3 separate regions of the Mus musculus genome follow, and regions 2 and 3 are each linked to region 1. A link is a contact called in public Hi-C and HiChIP or PLAC-seq data. All regions are on one chromosome and are shown on one strand. The core of a region is the stretch at or near the end of the contact, and the rest is flanking DNA. Distances in the headings are between cores, read along the strand shown. Region 1 holds the start of Syt8 (synaptotagmin VIII). Region 2 overlaps Gm33148 (a long non-coding RNA gene). Region 3 holds the start of Igf2os (insulin-like growth factor 2, opposite strand).

The links. A called contact is a pair of places that touch in the nucleus more often than the background predicts. HiChIP or PLAC-seq counts read pairs in DNA pulled down with a chosen protein or histone mark.
Region 2: a contact with region 1 is called in a Hi-C map of myocytes, with 2.0 times the contacts expected there. The contact joins the enhancer-like site here to the promoter of Syt8 in region 1. A contact is called at or near these places in 10 of 39 promoter capture datasets (the 3T3-L1 cell line, the C10 cell line, the HPC-7 cell line and 5 more), 3 of 484 Hi-C or Micro-C datasets (embryonic stem cells, muscle stem cells and myocytes), 1 of 115 datasets of contacts at active chromatin or transcription factors (the HPC-7 cell line) and 3 of 9 other capture datasets (adipose tissue, embryonic stem cells and pancreatic islet).
Region 3: an H3K27ac HiChIP or PLAC-seq map of heart atrium shows a contact between it and region 1, with 9 times the contacts expected there. The contact joins the promoter of Igf2os here to the promoter of Syt8 in region 1. A contact is called at or near these places in 11 of 39 promoter capture datasets (the C10 cell line, the HPC-7 cell line, cranial neural crest and 6 more), 25 of 484 Hi-C or Micro-C datasets (B cells, the P5424 cell line, bone marrow-derived macrophages and 12 more), 17 of 115 datasets of contacts at active chromatin or transcription factors (the HPC-7 cell line, cardiomyocytes, craniofacial prominence and 9 more) and 3 of 9 other capture datasets (adipose tissue, liver and pancreatic islet).

Annotation. Positions count from the first base shown.
Region 1 is chr7:142,435,545-142,438,244 of GRCm38.p6, forward strand. Syt8 (synaptotagmin VIII) reads left to right here and starts at 1,290. Exons shown (of 9, transcript NM_001285861.1): 1 at 1,290-1,395; 2 at 2,619-2,700. The coding sequence starts at 1,389.
Region 2 is chr7:142,599,294-142,601,993 of GRCm38.p6, forward strand. The region is part of intron 1 of Gm33148 (a long non-coding RNA gene); the gene reads left to right. Among named protein-coding and RNA genes, the nearest start is that of Gm33148, 9.0 kb to the left of the region's middle. Within about 2 kb of position 1,253, at least 10 of the 459 cell types and tissues checked have an H3K27ac peak or open chromatin away from gene starts, as enhancers often do. A contact at or near this core is called in muscle stem cells and myocytes, where this site is marked.
Region 3 is chr7:142,658,286-142,660,985 of GRCm38.p6, forward strand. It overlaps Igf2os (insulin-like growth factor 2, opposite strand), which reads left to right and starts at 1,395. Exons shown (of 4, transcript NR_002855.3): 1 at 1,395-2,700. It also overlaps a transcript of Igf2 not described here.

The DNA of each region.
Region 1 (2,700 bases), core at 40-2,539:
CCCACCTCCTTTTCCTAGGTCAAACAGTGCTAGTCCTTTGAGAGGGTCTTCCGCAGCAGTCACAGAAGACAGGCTGCAAGAGCAGGAAGATAAGGTGGGACTAGAGAATTATGACTCCTCTTTTCTGTCTGTCTAGCTCAGGCTGCTCACACTTTCTCTAAAGTAGCAAACTGAGTGCTACTGGTAGGTGGGGACCAGCGGGAAGAACGGCTCCTCCTAGTGGCTGTCTTTTTACTTGCACCTTTACCACCATTGGAACCTGGGAGTCCTAAGGGGCCTCCATGTCTCCAGGCCTTGAAACTCTCCCTAGTACCAGGAGCTGGTGTTTCTGAGGCCTCAGAATCTTCCGGAGACAGCTTCCAAACAGCCTGAAGCCTCCTGTAGGCATGTGTTACCACCATGCTACTCAGGATGCCCTCCTGAGTGACATACAGTTAGAAGTCACAACTTCTAGATCCTCTGTTCCCTACCACTTGTTCTTAGGATAAGGGAGGGAGGGCTTTAGACAAGAAGAACACACACACACACACACACACACACACACACACACACAGAGAGAGAGAGAGAGAGAGACAGAGAGACAGAGAGACAGAGAGACAGAGACAGAGACAGAGACAGAGACAGAGTCAGAGAGAGATCAATGTTACTTTAATCCCAACATTCATACCAGCTCCACCATTTCCAAATGGTAAAACATTTTGAGCCCCATGTGGAGGCCGGATTTGTTTGAGCCTGACCTTAGCCCTCTTGTGCTAGGGGCCCTTGAGGAACAACATCTCAGCTCCAGCTCCAAGCAGATTCTTTATAGGCATTGTGGCCTCTTGTAAAAACCTTCTGCACCTCAGCTCCAGAGCCATGCCAACTTCAGAGCCACTGGGGGTGCTCTGACCACCACCTATGGACTCCTGCCTAGCAGAGTCCTTCAGAAGGCCAGACAAGAGTGATATTAGTGGACAGGCAGGCTGTTGAGGCCAGCAGATCACCTCTCTCCATCCTCAGGGGACTCACCAAGCTCCTACTTCATCACCAAATTACAGATGAGTCTGAAACCGAGTTAGGGACTAGCTGTATAATACACAGGGCCTGGGGATGATTTAAAATATGGTACTTGTGCTAAAAACTGAGGAATTTCAAGAGGTGAAGAGGATATTCAGCCTAGCACTGTGGTCCTTCCAGGTGCCCACCAGACCACTCTCCATAGTCATTATGGCTTCTTGTTAAAAACCCTCTGCACCTCTGCTCCAGGGCCATGCCAACTTCAGAGCACCAGCCTCAGGCCACCCTTGAAAACATCATGGTTCCATGTGTGCAGGAGGACCTCTAAAGGGAGACGGAGAAGGCAGAGACTGGTCCCTTCCTGATCTGCAGCTGCCCCGAATCACTGAGAGATGCAAGGTTCTGAGCTCTGTGAGCTGTGGCTGCCAGTTAGTGAACCACTGATATTGCAGGAGGAGCTACCCTTTGGAATCATGTTGGGGACTCCAGGCTGAGGGCACAAGAGCAAGAGGGTCTATTAGTCACCCCTGGAGGAGTGGGCTGGTCTAGTAACTTGTGTGCAGTCTGGGCTTAGATACAGCAGGAGGGCTGGCAGGCTCTTGTGGCACAGTGGCATTAGACTCAAGTTTAAGAAACTGAGTTCTGGCCAGCAGTTGCCATCTAGGGAAGCTGTGGGGGAGGGGGGAGGTCCTGAGTTCAGCGAGTCAGTGGCTCCCAGTCCCCAGCTGAGAACCCCACCCTTTCTGCTCACGGGGTGGGGGTGGGGTGGGGGAGAAGCCAGCCTGCCAGGTGTTTCAGGCCCCAGGCAGGTAGGATACAGAGGCCAAAGCAGCTTCATGGCCTCCTCCTTTCCACTCCCATGCCAAGGGTGGCCAAGCAGGCAGGTAGACAAGTCTGGGCGGGCATTGATTCAGCATGGAGGAATGCTCAGGCTCTCCCAGCTATGCCCTGCCCCTGCCTGCCCCTACCTCGCCCTCAACCTCAGGCAATACTGGCCTGGTGCCCATGCCAGCAAAGCTCCTTCAGCCTAGACTTGCTGGAGCGCATGCCCACCTGCTGGTGGCCCTGTGCCCTGCATCCCCAATTCCCTCCTACATGACCTCATAGCCCAAGCTACTCTCGGACCTGAGGCTACAGTGAACCAACTGGACTACCGTGTAGAAGATGGCAGGTCTTTGGAATGTAGAGAGCTATGATGGGTCCTCTGTGCAGGAGATAAGACATCCCCAAAAATGAGAAAAGGCCTTTAAGTTCTAGAAAAAAAAAAAAAAAAAAAAAAAAAGGACAGAAATCTTCCAGATATGTAGGTTTGGAGGGTCCCAGTGAGCAAGGGCCAGCAAAAGCAGGTACCAGGCTGCCCCCAGGCCAGGCCTGGCCTACTTGGCTGGGGTTGGGAACTGGGAAAAGTGGCAAGAGTTGGGGCTTGCAGCAGCTAAGTCAGTGCTTTGGCCAAGGCCCAGAGCCTCTTTCTGCCTGGCTTCCTGGCTAGTGTCCTTGCCCTGGCTACCTTAGGCTACTTTCTTGCTTAGGGTGGACTCAGTACTGGCTGCTGACAGGTGAAGAGTCAGTACATAAAGGACCACCCCTCAAATGACCTGGATTCCACAACTATCTCCTCAAAGCTGATAGGAGCATGAAGATGGGGCACGCCTTAAACCCCTTCAGCACCTCTGCCCCACTTGATGCCACAGCTGGGCCCAGTCT
Region 2 (2,700 bases), core at 3-2,502, 160 kb after region 1:
ATAGGGCTTTGGCCTCTCCCACAGGATGTTGGGAAGATGTTGTAAGGGCCCTTCATGCTGGTCCAGAGCCTAGCTGGCATGTGGCCTCAGGAAGGCTCCTAGTAGAAAAAAACTGTACCCACCCATGGATGTCACTATCTCTTTGTTTAAAGGACTAGCCAAAGGCCAGGTTAACCCTGACTCTCACACAGGTCCTTGATCCATGTCCATCCACCACATGCTGCCAGAGGAAAGTCCAGAAAGGGAGATTGAGCTCTGGTCTGACACATGGGTTTGGACTAAGAAAACCAAATTAGGACAGGACAGTAGGGACGGATACAGAGCTAGGTAGGCCCTTAGCTAAGCTGAGGCCCTGAGAGAAAGGGCAGAGAGTAGGGTTCTTAGAGAAGAGTGAGGATCTGGTTCATAGGAGCCCCAGGACTGGCTATGGCTGGGTGGGGCTGCTCTGCCTTCTTCTTTAACACACGGAGAAGCTGAGAGCACAGTGCATGGAGTTGAGGAGCTCAGTTTTGACTCTGAGGACATTTTGCCAGAGTACAATTTTATTTCTACCTGGACTCCCCAAGTCGGGGCTCCGGGCACTGGAACAATGCTAAGTCTAGACCTCGGTCCCACCCCGACTTTACTTGCACAGTTCAGAACCCTCAGCTGGGTCCTGGGTGTCTTGTCTGGGAGTGGAGAATGAGGCTGGGAGGAGGGAGAGGACGGTTTGGTTCCCAGGACGAGCCCTGCCAAGTGTTCCAGGAAGCGGTCTTCAGAAGAAGCCAAGTCGCACAGAGCCGGCTCCCCGGCTGCCCATCCCAGACCAAGGAAAGCAAACACGGGCAGCGGGATGCAGTTGAAAGAAAGAAACTTCAGCAAGTGAGGGTGCTTGAGGCCAGGGCCTCCAGGAAAGAAACATCACGCGCAAAACATGGCACAGGGCCGCTGCCCCTGCTGGGCCGCCCGCAGTGCACGTTCTTTCTGTCCCAACAGCTGCTCCAGGCTCCTGCCTTGGGCCCTCTCCTTTAGCCCACCCGCTTTGCTCCCCACAAGTCCAGGACCAAGGACCCCCTGACAAAGGGAGAAGGCCAGATGCAGGCAGGCCAGAGCTAGTTGGGGCAGTGTGAGTGACTACTTAGGCTCTTTCTGAGGTACCCCTCCCAGCTGCCCCTCTAGGGAGGGATTGCTGCCCCTATGTCCTTAGGGGCCTCCTCAGGACACAAGGCACAGCTATTTCCAGCTTGAGAGATCAGCACTCTTCCTCAAGAGGTAGGGAATGTGGGCATGAGAGACAGCTGGGATGGCCAGGCTCTGAGAGACCCCAAAAAGGGCATGAGCTGCTGAGCTGACAGGAAATAAAAATGGCAGAGCAGCTGGCCTTCTCAGGTTTCTCAGATCAGCTCTCTTCTTTCTTTGCTGGTGGCCCCCTCAGCTGCCCTTGTCCCCAGATCCGTTTATGGGACTGTGAAGGGAAGGAGCTGTCAGCTCTGGCACTGGGTTCCATGATTACACCTAGAGCCAGAATTTGGGGACCCTCTCTGGAGACATAATAGTTAACTACTAAGGAGACCACTGAACCTGTGTGGGGGCTCCAGGATGGAGGGAGATGGCAGGCAAGATGGGTTCTGGTCAACATGGGCTTGGCAACCTCTCCTTTCTCACTCTCTGTGCCCTCTTCCCCACCCTAAGTCCCGCCTCCATGGACAGAAGGATGCTCCCATTGCCCTTTCCTGCTCAGCTGTCTTCTTCCATCTCCATTGGTCCTGACAGGTGGAAAATGGCAGCCTCAGCTGCTATGGCTGCTTGGCCTGGACCCGTTGGCAGGTACCACTGCCAACCTTGTTCTCAACTCTCAGGCCCCCACCCTTCCACTTGGGGAGGCTGTTGTCCTTGTTTGGGCCTGTTTGTTTCAGGGTCACATGTGCCACTGGGAGCAGACCAATCAGCACAGTCATGCTGGCCATGGAAGAGTAGCTATTCCCAGCCCTGGTGTGAATGTTCCTGTTTGATTCTAAAGAGGGAGAGAATATAGACACTACCCAATAGGTTCCAGCCAGGCACTCCAAGACCCCCAAAAAGGACAAAGAAGGGAGCAGAGATCATCTCGGGCTTATCTGGTATTCTTTTCTGCTCCTGAGCTACTCCAGCAGTTTCAGAGCCCCTCACCCCAGGTTTGGTTACAGCCTTCAGGAAGCCCACCTCTCCTCCAAGTTGCTAGGGTGGGCTTGATTGCCCTTGATTTTCATACCATCGTATACCTCTCTGCCCCTGGGAAGCAAAGGGCCCCAGCTATGGATAACCCTTAGTATTCAGGTTCTTCTGGCAGCTATTGTTATTCTCTGGTCCACCTGGCTTTGGGGCTTTCATCATGGTGGGACCAGGCTCAGCAGGTCTCAAATGACAAATGAAGTTTCTTATGACTTGTCAACTAGTGAATGGCAGATCTGACACAGGTTTAGAATGTTTTTAGGGATAAGCTGCTCCAGGACTGTGAGGATGGGCATCTACAGTCACAAGCACTAAGAGACTGTGCCATCAAGTGCTTTGTGGTACTCCTGGGGTGGGGGGTACAATAAACTGTTTCCTTTGCAACTGGATGTCTCTGCTTTCACTAAGCCTGCACAGCCAGAGAAGCCAGCCCTACTTCATGGGTTCTTTTCCACAGTAGCAGGATGAGAAGGGCAGGTAATAAACCAGGCTCTCCCCACTTCACCCAAG
Region 3 (2,700 bases), core at 145-2,644, 220 kb after region 1:
CACCCACCGCACCAGTCCCGCCATGCCCAAGCCGGGCTCTGCGCACCCCCCACTCCCAGGGCCCCTGAGAGCCCTTACCTGGAAGCCGGCGACGCTGCCGCCCATCTCCCTGCTGCGGGTATGCAAACCGAACAGCGGGCGAAGGCCCTTCTGCCGGGCACTCCTCTGCCAGCGCCGCTCTGCCCGAGTCGCAGAGGCCGAATGTGCGACGGGACAGAACGGGGAGATGGCTTTTTTGGTGGGGAGGGGGGCGTCTCTTCTGCTTCTTTAGGGTATCTTAGGGCTGGGGCGGGCCAGATATTGTACTTTCGGGGGGGAAAAGGTATCGGGAAATGAGGTCAGCTGTTGTATCAAGGATAGTTGGGGGGCAGAGATAGTGAGAGAGACAGAGTGAACGTGAAAGGGGGGGACCACAGAGAGGGAGAGAGGGAGAGAGGACAGCGAGAGGCGGGTAGGCTCACAGCGGGAGAGGACAGCACGGAGAGAAACAGAAAGCGTATAATTAATCCACTTGGGTAGGCGAAGGCAGAGGGCGGACGTGAGGGGGAGGGAGTCTGAGGCGAGGAGGAACGGGGAGGGGGCAGGAGGGGAGCTTAGGAAAGGTGGCGGGTAAGCGGGTGCGCGAGGGGGGGCGCACCCTAAGCAGAGGAGAGGATGCAACTTCGAAGGACCGAGGACGGTGTTGAGGGGGGAGGAATGGAGGCGTCACCCCGGCCACGGGCACCCAGCTCGGTTAGGGTCGACGGAGCCCTCAGCCGTCGTAAGCCCGGGCTTCTTGTGGGGGGGACAGGCGTGGCGGCGCCTCAGCTGCTCGGGACTGCAGCGAAAAGAGGGGAGCAGCCGGGCTGCGCACCGGGGAGGGCTGGGAGGGGAAGCGCGGGGGATGACAACGCCGGCGACCTGCAAGCCGGACTGCCTGCGGTGGGGACCGCCTCCTCTGGCGAAGCAGGAATGGGGTGTTGAGGTAGATAGAGGAGGAGGCGGTGGGGAGATCCGCAGGCCCGACGGAGCGCGGCCCCGCCGACGGCGCCCTGCACAGGAGTTAGCAGCAGCGAGGTGGCGGACGGCGTCGACGCGGGGCCGCCAGCCCGGATGGAGGCGCTGGCGGGCCGAGCGCGGGCGGGCGTGGGCCAGGAGGCGGGGGCGGCCGGAAGGGGGGGCCGGGGGCCGGCCTGGCCTCACGCAGCTCCGCCGGAGAGCAGGCGAACTCCGGGCGCCAACGCCCGGTTCTTATAGCCGCGCCACCCCGCGGCTCGGCGCCCGCTCGGGCCCCGCTGGCCTTACGCCCGCGCCAATGGGCGTCCGCAGGGCCCTCGCCCCGCCCCGGGACCGCCCCCGCAACTCGAGCCACGCGGGGAATGCGGGTCGGGGGCCCTGGGCACGGGGGTTGCCGGTGGGGGGGGGGAGTGGAGTGCCTGGTGGCAAAGATGGGGGGGGGCTGTGCGCCCCAACAGGCCCACTAAATCCTGGGTGTCTATCCCTAAAAATCGAGGTCCCATGTCATGTTTCCGGGGTGCCCTGTGCTTGTGCAACATGGGCGCGTGGTGCGAACCAACGTGCGTGGCACCCTAGGCCTCAGTGGTAGTGGCAGGACCTGTGCTCAGTTAGAGGGTTACAAGGTAGGCGCATCCCGGCCGACTGAGTTAAGGCGCAGGTAGCTGGGTAGAGGGTTCTCACAGGGACCTACTTGCTAAGCAGGGGACAGTCCCCTGGATCGGCTGGGGGGGGGGGGGGGAGCGCGCAGCCTCCACCTGCCTGAGCAGGCAGGGCGGGCTGTGAGGCACCTCGAATAGCAGCCAGATAGATCTTACTAAGCGCCCCTAACCTCTGCTTTGCCTGGGATCTCCTAGCAGCCTTTGGGGGGCCACCAGGTGCACCATGAAGGGAAGGCTGGCTTGGCCACGCCAAATCTGGGCCCCGCGTGGAGCCCCCGCACAATGTCTGCGCCCTTCAGCAGAAAAAGAAGCAGGGCGGGAAACGTAGCTCAAACCAGACCTGTAAACCAGAGCTCACTGAAGTGCTTCTAAGCGGCGCGCCTTTGGGACCCCACCCAGTATGAGCAGATAACAGTTCCCTGTCCTCAGCACTTTGAATTTGCTTAGTTGCAGGTTCGGCCCCAGGGGCCAATGCGATAATTCCGGGCTATTAAGAAACTCTCCCCGGGTGGTTTCAGATATAAGAAGCCATTGTGATTTTTACCAAGTCAAAATCACTTCTAAACCGGTGCACCTTGTTTCCCTCTCCCGACCTCCGCACCTCTAGGCCTCTAAAGGGCCACTACTGGCGGAAACCAGTGCACCCGGGGCTAACCTCCCGGCCCGACCATCAATCACCGCGCCCGCGCTCTACACTCGCTTCCCCAAGCCCTCGACCTGTAGGGTTGGAGGCTCCAAGCCGCCCGAGCGCTCTGCCCTTCCCGCTTCCTGGCCGCCCAGGCGCTTTCCCTACCACCGCGTTGTTTGCAGAGTGCACACAAAGTGGCGCGCGTTTCGGAGCGCCCAGCCCAAAGGAGCGCTGCCGCCGAGGGAGAAGCCAGCAGCCCGCTCCCGCGCTACTCCGCAGCAGCCCTGAGGACAAACTGCGAGGTAGCCGGTGCCCCGCAGTGGAAGAGCTGGGGCACGAGGGAGCGCGCCACGGGGAGCTCACCACAAGGCCGAAGGTCGGGTCCGCTGGCGCAGGAGGATCGGAGGAGAAGGGCGG